Regions from separate parts of the Xenopus laevis genome. Here region 1 is linked to region 2. The links are chromatin contacts, called in public Hi-C maps. All regions are on one chromosome and are shown on one strand. Each heading gives the region's core, a stretch centred on a gene start, on an enhancer-like site or on the middle of the called end of the contact. The rest is flanking DNA. Distances are from core to core; before and after follow the strand shown. Region 1 overlaps tmcc1.L (transmembrane and coiled-coil domain family 1 L homeolog). Region 2 overlaps tmcc1.L (transmembrane and coiled-coil domain family 1 L homeolog).

Region 1 (5,642 bases), core at 1,181-3,680, 56 kb before region 2:
ACTATATATATGCACTCTTACTGGACTGGAACAAATGCGGGTGCGCTAGTCAACTTTTTGTTGAACATATCAGTAAATGGACTCACACTCCATGGTCAAGTGGATAAATGTGTCTTTATTCTTATTCTTAATATGCATTGAAGAATAAAGACACATTTATTCAATTGACCATGGAGTCCATTTACTGATATATATATATATATATATATATATATATATATATATATATATATATATATATATATATATATACACACATACACATACATACACACACACATACACAGTGAAATCTTGATTTTAAATACCCTAATTTTAAGTTTTCCTGCATTTTACATTTTTTATTTGTGGTCCCACCAATTTTCCTGATTTTAAGTAAAGTTTTCCGGGATTTTACATTAAAATTTTATCCTAATGTTCCCATAAACTGCTTTTTTTCCCCACTATGAATGATATTATTTGTGAAATAAAGAGGTTTAAAATACTAACCAGATGAATATTTTGTCATGGTTCTGCCTGTTAATGGTCAATTCCAATTAGTCTGCCCTATATACAGTCCTGCGCCAATGACTTATTGCTTTAGGTTGTGTATGGCTACTGTTGGCTACTGGCTCCTGGCTCATATTTAATTGTATTGTTGAACAATGCATAAGGAATCCAGTGTCATTTAAGGACAGCATGCCAGTAAGGATCTTGTGTTATAGAAAAGCAGTAACCTTCTGCGTGGCTGTCATCCAGCAGCAACTGTCATTTTTCTATTTGAGCACAAGGGGTCAGCAACACACTGGCCTTGACTTGACTGTGTGAGTCAAGTCAAGACAGTGGCCAAGAGAAAAGTTAGTTCTTCAGGGAGTTAAATAATTAAACAAAGGCTAAAGTTATAAGAATATAGAGACGCAATGCTGTAAATGCTGAATACATAAAACGAAAAGTGCTGCTGATAAATGTGTAGTTCTTGTTAGCCCTTATCTTCTTCCTCTCTGGAAGAAATCATTTCTGTGCTTGTACCTAAAAGCTGTATTGTTTTTCCCCCTCTTTTATACACAGTTCAGCTGCAAACTTCCAATAAGTCCTGTATCTGAGAATTATTCTACCTCTTCTTTGCTTGTTCTCCATGGATCTTCTTCTCCTTTGCCTTTCCTCCACTGTTTGATTTCCTCTTTTCTTCACTGCCTTCCATTTTCAGATTCCTCTTGCTCCACTGCTTTTCCACCTCAGATTTCTTCTGCTCCACTGCCTTCTCTACTCTAATTCTTTCTGCTCCACTGCCCCCTGCTCACTCCATCTTTTTGACTCTTGACCTAGCGTCACCTCCTTTCTTATGTCTTACTGCCTTTCCTCTGATCTCCAGCTCCAGTGCTATGCTCCCTTCTTCTTCCATCTATCTGAACTTGCCATTCTTTATATCTGCCTCCATCCTTGCTCACATCCTCTTTATCCCTTCAACTCCATCCCCTTCTTCATGCCCTCTACAAGTCTTGCAGTCCTCTATACTTCAAAGACCAGTAACATCAAAAAAAAAAAAAAATATTTGTTAGAATACATCGAAAAAAACACCCAACACAAATTAAACTTTAAAATTGCAAAGTCTTTATAAGAAATAACTTACACTTTCACTCCTCTTCAGAAAAGGCGACATGGCGACGATCCATTGTGCAGCGTTCGATTTCTCCTCCCTGACTATCTCCTATAAGAAAGGCAGGGAGGAGAAATCGAGCGTCGCACGATGGATCGCTTTCGGAGGAGGAGCGCAAGCGGATAAAGACTTAGCGATTTTAAAGTATAAACTGTCTTGGTGTTTTTTTGTTGTTATTTTTTTCAATCTATACTAGCAATTCTTAATGTTACTGGCCCTTTAACTCCTGCTGTAGTCATGGCCAGTCTGTTCCATGTAGAATATTAATATTAGAAACAGAGAGTAACGGTGTTTCCATCTGCACTAAAGGGTTTGTTCCCCTTCCAAACAATTTTTTCAGTTCAGTTGTTTTCTTTACCAGAAATTGCTTTCCATTTTTTAAATGTATTCAATTATTTATTTTTACTGTTTTTTTTCCAAAATTGAAGTTAATTAAGACTGAGTATTCTTGTATCTGGTGTTTCAGTCTGGCAGCTCAGTGATTCCGGTGCAGATTCTGAACTGTTATCATTTTGCAACATTTAGTTGATTTGGCTTCTGAATTTAAGTTGCGTTTACACATGAAGAATTTATATGAGCCATCAATACAAAGAAAACAGTGATTCATTTATGTACAATCATAGCTTTACATTTTTGTACACAGAAATAAATGCAGTGTATACACATCCACACACACACTGTGTGCTAAATACTCTTATAAAATTGTCTTGTTTGCCACTGACACAAAGCCAAGCACAGTGCTTTTCCATCCATTCAGCTTTGGTTAGGACCCCCTATGGTTAGGGCTGATCAGGCCTTGTGTGAAATCATGTGACTGTAACAAACTTTCATGCGCTAAGCCCCCGGTGGAATTCTTCCAAATATCTGCCTGGCAAAGTGAGTTGCTGAGAATGGTGTAAATCTGCCAGGCAGCAATGCTCTTTTCCACTAGCTTTATACAGTTATAGGATCTCTTATCCAGAATGCTTGGGACTTGGGGTATTCCGGAAAAGGAATCTTTATGTAATTTGGATCGTCATACCTTAAGTCTGCTAAAAATCCTTAGAGCGATTCTGTCATGATTTTTTATGGTGTAGTTTTTATTTCTAAATTACACTGCAAATAATTCACTTTACCATTTAAAATTGCATTCCTGAACCAGCAAGTGTATTTTTAGTTGTAAAATTGGTGTGTAGATGCCATCTCATGTCATTTTGCCTGGTCATGTGCTTTCAGAAAGAGTCTGCACTTCTGACAGGCTGTTGTTTCTCCTACTCAATGTAACTGAATGTGTTTCAGTGGGACCTGGATTTTACTATTGAGTGCTGTTTTAGGCAGCTGGGGGAGTGATATTACTCCAACTTGCAGTAAAGAGTGACTGAAGTTTATCAGAGCACAAGTCACATGACTTGGGGCAGGTAGGAAACTGACAATATGTCTAGCCCCATGTCAGATTTCAAAATTAAATATAAAAAAATAGGTTTGGTCTTTTGAGAAACAGATTTCAGTGCAGAAGTCTGCTGGAGCAGCACTATTAAAGGATCAGTAACATAATTTTTTTTTTTTTTTTTTTTTTAAATTTGTCAGTATAGATAAAAAAAAAAACACAAAACCAAATTAAAACTTTTAAATCACTAAGTCTTTATTAAGAAATAACTTACCGAAACTCTGCTTGCCTCCTCTTCAGAAAAGGTGACGATCCATCATCATCATTTATTTATATAGCACTGTCAAGATACGCAGTGCTTCATCATTCGGCGCTCGATTTCTCCTCCCTGGCTAACTCCTATAATGAAAGCAGGGAGGAGAAATCGAGCGCCGCGCAATGGATCGCCAGATCGCCTTTTCTGAAGAGGAGTATTTGTTTGTCCTGTCTGTGCTCTCCTTTGTGTGGACACATTTGTGCACAGTATAAAGACAGACATTAATAAGCCATTCATGAGCAGCCTCATAAGCACAAGTCATAGACAGGTTTATCCCTTTGTGACAAGCAGGGTCTCAGTGTATTGTATACAGTTAACAGCTGAAGGTGTGTAGTAGCACTTCACTTGATCCTCAGGGTGGTATTAAACACTATTTAAAAGCGTTGTTCACAATTGTGTTAACTTTTAGTAGGATGTAGAGAGTGATATTCTGAGACCATTTGCAATTGGTTCTCATTTTTTTACTATTTCTGTTTTTGGAGTTATTTAGCTTTTTATTCAGCAGCTCTCCAGTTTGCAATTAATCTGGTTGCTAGGGTCCAAATTACCCTAGAAACCATGCACTGATTTTGAATAAGAGACTGGAATATAAATAGGAGAGGCACTGAATAGAAAGATGAGTAATAAAAAGTAGCAATAAAAAAATGTGTAGCCTTACAGAGCATTTGTTTTTTAGATGCGCCCCCTCCCCCCATTTGAAAGTTGCAAAGAAGGCAAATAATTAAAAAAAAAAAACTGCAAAAAATAATGAAGACTAATTGAAAAGTCATTTAGAATTCACCTTTAAAGGAGAATTCAACCTGTGGGGGGAAAAACTGTACCTCCCCCTGGGGAAATGCCCCATCTTCCGGTATTTCTGAGCAGGAATTACACGGAAATTGCTGATCTCTCAGTCAAATTACAAAGGACGCGGAAGATGGATGCGTGGAACTCCGCTGGAAGAATCTGCGGCGAGGGGGTGGGGGGAGGAGGGAGGGGAGTCTACCTGGGGTGGGGGGTATGGATTTTTTTCCCCATAGGTTGAATTCTCCTTTAAGTTAACTTTTAGTATGTTTTTAGAATGGATCATTCGTAGCAACTTTTCAATTGGCCTTCACTTTTTCTGTTTTTTATAGTTTTTGAATTATGTGCCTTGTTCTTCTGTTTCCAGCTGCCAAATGGGGGTCAGAGACCCCATCTAAAAACAAATGCTCTGTAAGGCTACACATTTATTTTTATTGCTACTTTTTATTACTCATGTTTCTATTCACACCTCTCCTGTTCATATTCCAGTCTCTTATTCAAATCAGTGCATGGTTGCTAGGGTCATTTGCACCCTTCGATCCACATTGCTGAAATTGCAAACTGGAGAGCTGCTGAATAAAAAGCAAAATAACTCAAAAACCACCAATAATAACAAATGAAAACCAATTGCAAATTGTCTCAAAATATCACTCTCCGCATTATACTTAAAGTTAATTTAAAAATTAACAACCCCTTTAATTAGGCTATTGCTATCAGCAGAGCATAGGTGACTTATAACTCCCCCTGGGTTGTTGTCAGAGACCCTTGTCCCTTACCTTATCTGACCCTAAAGCAAAAATATTTTTAAGGGCTCTCACATTACTCAAACTTTGGGGCATTCGATCTGTTTTGCACACATAAATGGAAATATTCATCTGTCAGACTGCCACTAACTAGCTCCTATATATTCCCCATGGAGGCTGCAGCCTCTATTGTTACATCACTGAAATCGGAGCCTGTATATGGTATCCCCTCTAACATACTGATCATTACTAATAGCTTTTCAGTGCCGTTAGGAATGATGTGTTCATGGACCTGGTTTGCTGCCAGTATAGAATCCAGGGGAAAGTGCTGCTAGCTATTTCAGTTTACAACCTAGTATGAGTTGGGACAGATGTTACACAGCCTACAGCCGTTACAGAACGGTGTGATTTGTGCATCAGTCACAGGGAAGGTGCAGGATGATGACGGTATTTGCCACCTGTACTGGAATCAGCTGTGTAAAGAAACTGAGAACTCATATGCCAGAGATTTATTCATGTTTTCACCTTGAATATTACATCAGCAGAGTTGGATCAGAATCGTATCCCCATCACAGCTCTTCTGAACAGAGCACCTTTCAGACAACAGTTATCGGTGGGAACCTGGCCTAATAGGTAGAAACCGCAGATGGTAGCCAATTCTTTTGAGCTGCCCGTTAGCCGAATAGGAGTCCTTCAACTGAAATTCAGTTGGTTGTCATGTGTTACTGCCCAGGTGCAAATTTCTATTGATAAATGAGCTCCAGTGACTGCAGTCCAATGGAATCACATGCTTAAAGG
Region 2 (5,716 bases), core at 2,263-4,762:
AATATTTGCCTGATGCCATATACAGGCAAAATACACATTTGAAAGTTTTTGAGCCAAATTGGGCAAAGATCAGAAAACTCCAGTGCCAGCAGGAAAAGTACAGGGTAAAGCTTATAAAATAAATGAAAGGGAAAGTTGCTTGTAGTGCTGCATGTTGCACAAAGTACTTTCAATAGCAAATAACCTTTGTACTGTCGGGTTTTACATACATATATACCCTTTTACATACATATATACCCTTTAACCTTCAGAAGTTCCTAGTGTAAAATATATTTATGATCCCTTTCTCGTGTTTTTTTAAACATAGGAAAGGAACACTTATCTAGGTTAATGTAACATAAAAGAGCATTTTGTGGTATTCACGGAGCAGAAATATTTATATTTTACTTTTTCATTAGCTTCAGGAAGCTCTATACAGGTAGGAAACCTGGGGTTTTCCAGATAATGGATATTTCTGTAAACTGGATCTTAGTTTGGATCAAGTACAAGCTACTGTTTTATTATTACAGAGAAAAAGGAAATCATTTTTAAATTTGGATTATTTGGATAAAGTGGAGTCTATGGGAGATGGTGTTTCCGTAACGTGGAGCTTTCTGGATAACAGGTTTCTGAGAAAGGGATCCCATACCAGTACTTGGCACTGGGTCAGGTAGAAGCACTGAGAGCATCTAATATATATTTTCACAGGAATTCATACTGGCAGATACAGTAGATGGGTTTAAGAAACAGTTGAATTTACCTTTAGCAAGTTATAAATTACAAGGCTTATGGTGTTAATTTTCAGTCCTATGATCATTTCAGAGCCGCTAAGGATTTAAGTTTCTATTTGTCCTCACTTTGAGGTGTTAGTTTAGGTGCTGAATACATTCCTTCTGATTTAGGTCACGTCTGTATTTCGGAGAGCAGTTGTTTTATGTTTGGCCAAGGGCTTGTCACTGATTTACCCCTAAACTGGAATTTGGTTGTTGCAACAATGTATACCCACCCCCCAAAACTGATTTTTTGAGAATCTAAGAAAAGTGTTGAGGGTTAATTACTCTAGTAACCAAAGCATGCATTTATTTGACGAAGAGACTGGAATATGAATAGGAGAGGCCTGAACATAAAGATGATAATAATAATAATTAAAAAATAGCAATAACAATACATTTGTAGCCTAAGGGTTGGGGCAGACGGGCAGATTCGGGGAGCTTTAGTCGCCTCTTCTCCCCAAACTGCCTTCCGCTTGCTTGAATGAAGAATCACCTGCACTAATGCACTCGCAGTGTTTCGATTTCCAAAGTCGCCCGAAGTTGCCTCATGTGGAAACCTTGGGCAACTTCAGAAATCGAAGGGCCGCGAGTGCATCAGCTCAGGTGATTCTTCATTTAAGCAGGCGGAAGGCAGTTCGGGGAGATTGTTGCCCCTCAGAAGAGGCGATTAGTCGCCAGGCGACTAAATCTCCCCGAATCTGCCCGTCCGCCCCAACCCTTACAGAGCATTTGGGTCAGTGATCCCCATTTGAAAGCTGGAAAATGTCAGAAAAAGATGGAAAATAATTTTAAAAAACTATAAAAAAAAATGACCAGTTGTAAGGTTGCTTAGAATTGGTATTTCTATAACATACTAAAAGTTAAATGAAAGATTAAACCACCCTTTAAAGAGTTTACTATTATATTGAATATAACACACTTCTGCCAGTTGTTGTTCCTGGAAAAGTTTGTTGGTTTTTTCTGGGACTTTTAGTTCAGCAACAGTTGGAAGTGGAAAGTTGGAAAGCCCCAGCTTGAGATCCCTCCCTCCTGAATCAAAAGGTGTGTGTGTACATTTGAGTAATTGGCCCTCCGTTGAAGGTAGTCCTGGATAAGAGACAAGTACTTTATATCTGAGGGTTTACAAAACAGGAGTTAAATGTACAATTGCATAGCAACCCATGACTACAGGTGACTGATTAAAGGTTAATGTTGATTGGTTACTGTTCCGCCAGCCAGCCGCATCAGTGGATTCCCCTCTACATCATCTTCTTTGAATTTACCAAAAAATCCCCATGTTTACAAGTGATGTAAGGGCCCGTCAGCAGTCTATTCCTGGCATGGGGAACTCTTTGGTTTCATTTTTGAAAGTAGACATGAATAATAGATTCTGTACCTGTATAACGATGGAGAGGCCAAATGGTCAAAGTAAAGTGTTTTAGGGCAATTTATATGGACATGGTAATGGTATTTAGCAAAGCCGGCAGAGCTTCTTACTCTTAGGGTAGCTGGGACTATTAGATTGTAAGCTTCACTGCAGTAGGGATCAATGTGAATGATTAGAAGAATCTCTGTAAAGCAGTCCTTAATATCCCGGCACTATATACCCCAGCTAAAATGATAATCCATAGGGAGCAGTTTTTTCCACTGCAAATGAAATCCTTATAACAGAATGTATATGTTTGCATTGCTGTCACTGTGTGATTTGCTTTGGTTTAGTTATTATCTGTCCCAGCCTGCCAGGCAATACTCTCTCCTTATCTTTGGGCCCTAATGTAAACAATGAAACACCTGAGTAGCCAGCTGAAGCCTGTTTATAGAGAGTGCTGCCATAAAACATGTCCAGACTGCTGCAATCTCACCCAGAGGAAGTAGGTGTGAGACGGGAGTTTACCCAATATAAACTCCCTATGGCTGCACACTGTGGCGCCTAATGACAATTCTAATGAAATACAAATCCCATAATACTTAGCCAGCATATAGTTAAAACTACTACTTTTCATGTGACATCTGGTTCAAATGTAGCTGCGGGTGTATTTGTTTCTTCTCTCTTTCTAGTCACGTTAGTTTATTTTCAGTATAAAATTCTAAGGTTGTGTCTTGTTTGCACAACCAGAGGCAACATCCCTGCTTTCCACTCAATATAAGCTTATAAAATAAGTGTCTCTGTATTCCATTTATTGAGGGTGAGACGGGGTGAAAGGTACGAGGCCTGATGTTAGTTACTAACATTTTTCCCAGTGTCCATATTATAGATCAGTGTTTGTCCCGGAGTCTGTATTAGTGATCAGTGTGCGTCCCGGTGTCTGTGCTAGTGAGCAGTGTGTGTTCTGGTGTGTGTATTAGTGAACAGTGTGTGTCTGTGTTGGTGATCAATGTGTGTGCGGTGTCTGTATTAGTGAGCATTGTGTGTGCCCTGTATTAGTGAGTAGTGTGTGTCTGGTGTCGGTATAAGTGAACAATGTGTGTCCCTTGTCTGTATTAGTGAACAGCGTGTGTTCTGGTGTGTGTATTAGTGAGCAGTGTGTGTATTAGTGAGCAGTGTGTGTCCCAATGTCTGTATTAGTGAGTAGTGTGTATCCGGTGTCTGTATTAGTGAGCAGTGTGTATCCGGTGTCTGTATTAGTGAGCAGTGTGTATCCGGTGTCTGTATTATTGAGCAGTGTGTGTCCCCCAATGTCTGTATTAGTGAGCCGTGTGTCTGTATTACTGAACAGTGTGTGTCTGTGTTGGTGATCAGTGTGTGCCCCATGTCTGTGTTAGTGAGCAGTGTGTGTCCGGTGTGTGTCCCTTGTCTGTATTAGTGAACAGCGTGTGTTCTGGTATGTGTATTAGTGAGCAGTGTGTGTATTAGTGAGCAGTGTGTGTATTAGTGAGCAGTGTGTGTCCCATGTGAACAGTGTGTGTGTGCGGCCGGTGTCTGTATTAGTGAGCAGTGTGTGTCCGGTGTCTATATTAGTGATCAGTGTGTGTCCCTATATGTGTATTATATGTGTATTAATGACCAGTATGTGACCTGTGCTCCTTTTTTTGCTTTAAAGTTAACTTTTTAATTTTTAGTAATTGTTCAATTGCTATTTTTTTGTTGTTTTCTTTTGCCTCTTTCAAGCTGTCAGATAGGGGGTCACTGACCCCAGCAGCCAAAAAAACGATTGTTCTGCGAGGCTACAATTTTATCCTTATTGTTACTTTTTATTTCTGTTCTTTTAATTCAGGCCTCTCCCATTCATCTTCCAGCATTCCATTCAAACCGCTGCCTGGTTAAATAATTCAGAAACTGTTAAAAATAAAAAAAAAAACAATGGCAGGTAGTCTTAGGAATGTCTACATCATAAAGTTAATGTAAAGGTGAGCTGCCCCATTAAAGATCGACATACTCTGGCTGAAGAACTGAGCTGGCTGCTGATTTGCCCATGCACGTGGCCATTCTGAAGGCTTATATCACCACTCCTCCTCTTTTTAGTGTTACCAGGGCCGGATTTAGATAGTGCGCGCCCCCTAGGCCCACTGCTCTTTGTCGCCCCTGTCCCCTTTATTTGTGCAAATTTTCATCATCTGGACTGGAGCAATGGGGATTGGCGCACGGGACATTTAAAAAATGATTGTATCTCCAGCACATCCCCAGTGTTTTTGAACCAATGTGGGTGTGGTTGGGCCGCATGCCGCCCCCTAAAATCCTGCCACCTTAGGCCTGGGCCTAGGTGCCCTTTCCACAAATCCGGGCCTGAGTGTTACCGTTCCTTTAAGCAGAGCTGCCCTTCTGAACTACTGTAAGGCTGACATTTCTTGGTGTATGATATCCCTTTTATTGTAATTTCAGCCATGAATATACAGTGTATTGAGCTGCAGTTGCCCATTGCTTTACTATAGCACATTGGAAAGTGCAAAGGTGGCATGTGACGGTACATGAGTCGGACTGAGCTGTGTCAGACTGGAAGCGGTGTGTGTCCTGACTCCCAGGATGTTATTACAGGATAACTTGTTTGCCTTTGGCTCTGAAGCGTGAGCTGGTAGGGCGAGGCCCCAAACACTTCCGTGAGTCTTTCTTACTGGGAGCCCTCGACCCTCCTCCCTGTCATTGTTGTGATGCCGTGAACATGAGCTGTCTCACTATCACTTGGATGAGGTCATGAGAATGCAGGTTTCTTTTAACCCTCTCCCTGCCAGGCCAGTTTCTGTCTCCTTTGTGTCCCTTTCCTGCCCTGGGCAGTGGGAGGTACAGATCAGAAGTCTGTGTAGATCTGGAAAGGAAAGATTTATTTCCCCTTTTCTGGGGGTTGTTGCAAAACAAGTGAAAGAACTTTAGACTTATTCAGTGTTTTCACCTAAACGAATATCCGGCGGTGAGTATGTGGGGCTGGCTTCTAATAACCGTAACTGTTTAAATGCCACAAAGATGCTACGGTGCCTATAGGGCTCCTAGGCAAGTGCTCCTCTTGAGTGTACAGCAGTGATTCCACAATATGTATGGGATTATATTGAAACCATAATCCCCTGGCAACTTTTGGGCAGTTTGTGCTAAATCAGGACTGTCCACCTGGAGACCCATATAGCCTATGGCTCCATAGACAGCTTTGTATGATATCATCTGGGCCTAGGGTTGCCACCTTTTTTGGAAAAAAATACCTATATATATTTAGATTTTTTTCCCTATTAATAACATTGGGGTCAAGTATAATTTTTACTGATCAGGTAAGTAAAATACTGGCCAGGTGGTAACCCTATCTGGGCCACATACATGATGCATACCTCCCAACATTTTGGAAATAAAAAGAGGGACAAAAAAAAGTAATTTTTGTTGACCTCGCCCATTTTTGTGGCCACACCCTCTAATTACCATGTCCATTTTACAAAATTTGGCAGGTTATGAAAGTTTGAACATATTTCTGTTATATTCAGTTATTACAGTTTTGCTAATGAAGGTCAACTTTTAGCATGTTTTAGAGAGTGATATTCAATTTGCAGTTGGTTTTCATTTTTTATTT

What was found. A called contact is a pair of places that touch in the nucleus more often than the background predicts.
Region 1: a Hi-C map of the XL177 cell line shows a contact between it and region 2, with 5 times the contacts expected there. The contact joins two enhancer-like sites.

Annotation. Positions count from the first base shown.
Region 1 is chr4L:131,603,114-131,608,755 of Xenopus_laevis_v10.1, reverse strand. All of the region lies in intron 1 of tmcc1.L (transmembrane and coiled-coil domain family 1 L homeolog), which reads left to right. Among protein-coding and RNA genes, the nearest start is that of tmcc1.L, 19 kb to the left of the region's middle. Within about 2 kb of position 2,430, at least 1 of the 7 cell types and tissues checked has an H3K27ac peak or open chromatin away from gene starts, as enhancers often do.
Region 2 is chr4L:131,547,732-131,553,447 of Xenopus_laevis_v10.1, reverse strand. All of the region lies in intron 1 of tmcc1.L (transmembrane and coiled-coil domain family 1 L homeolog), which reads left to right. Among protein-coding and RNA genes, the nearest start is that of plxnd1.L, 41 kb to the right of the region's middle. Within about 2 kb of position 3,512, at least 4 of the 7 cell types and tissues checked have an H3K27ac peak or open chromatin away from gene starts, as enhancers often do.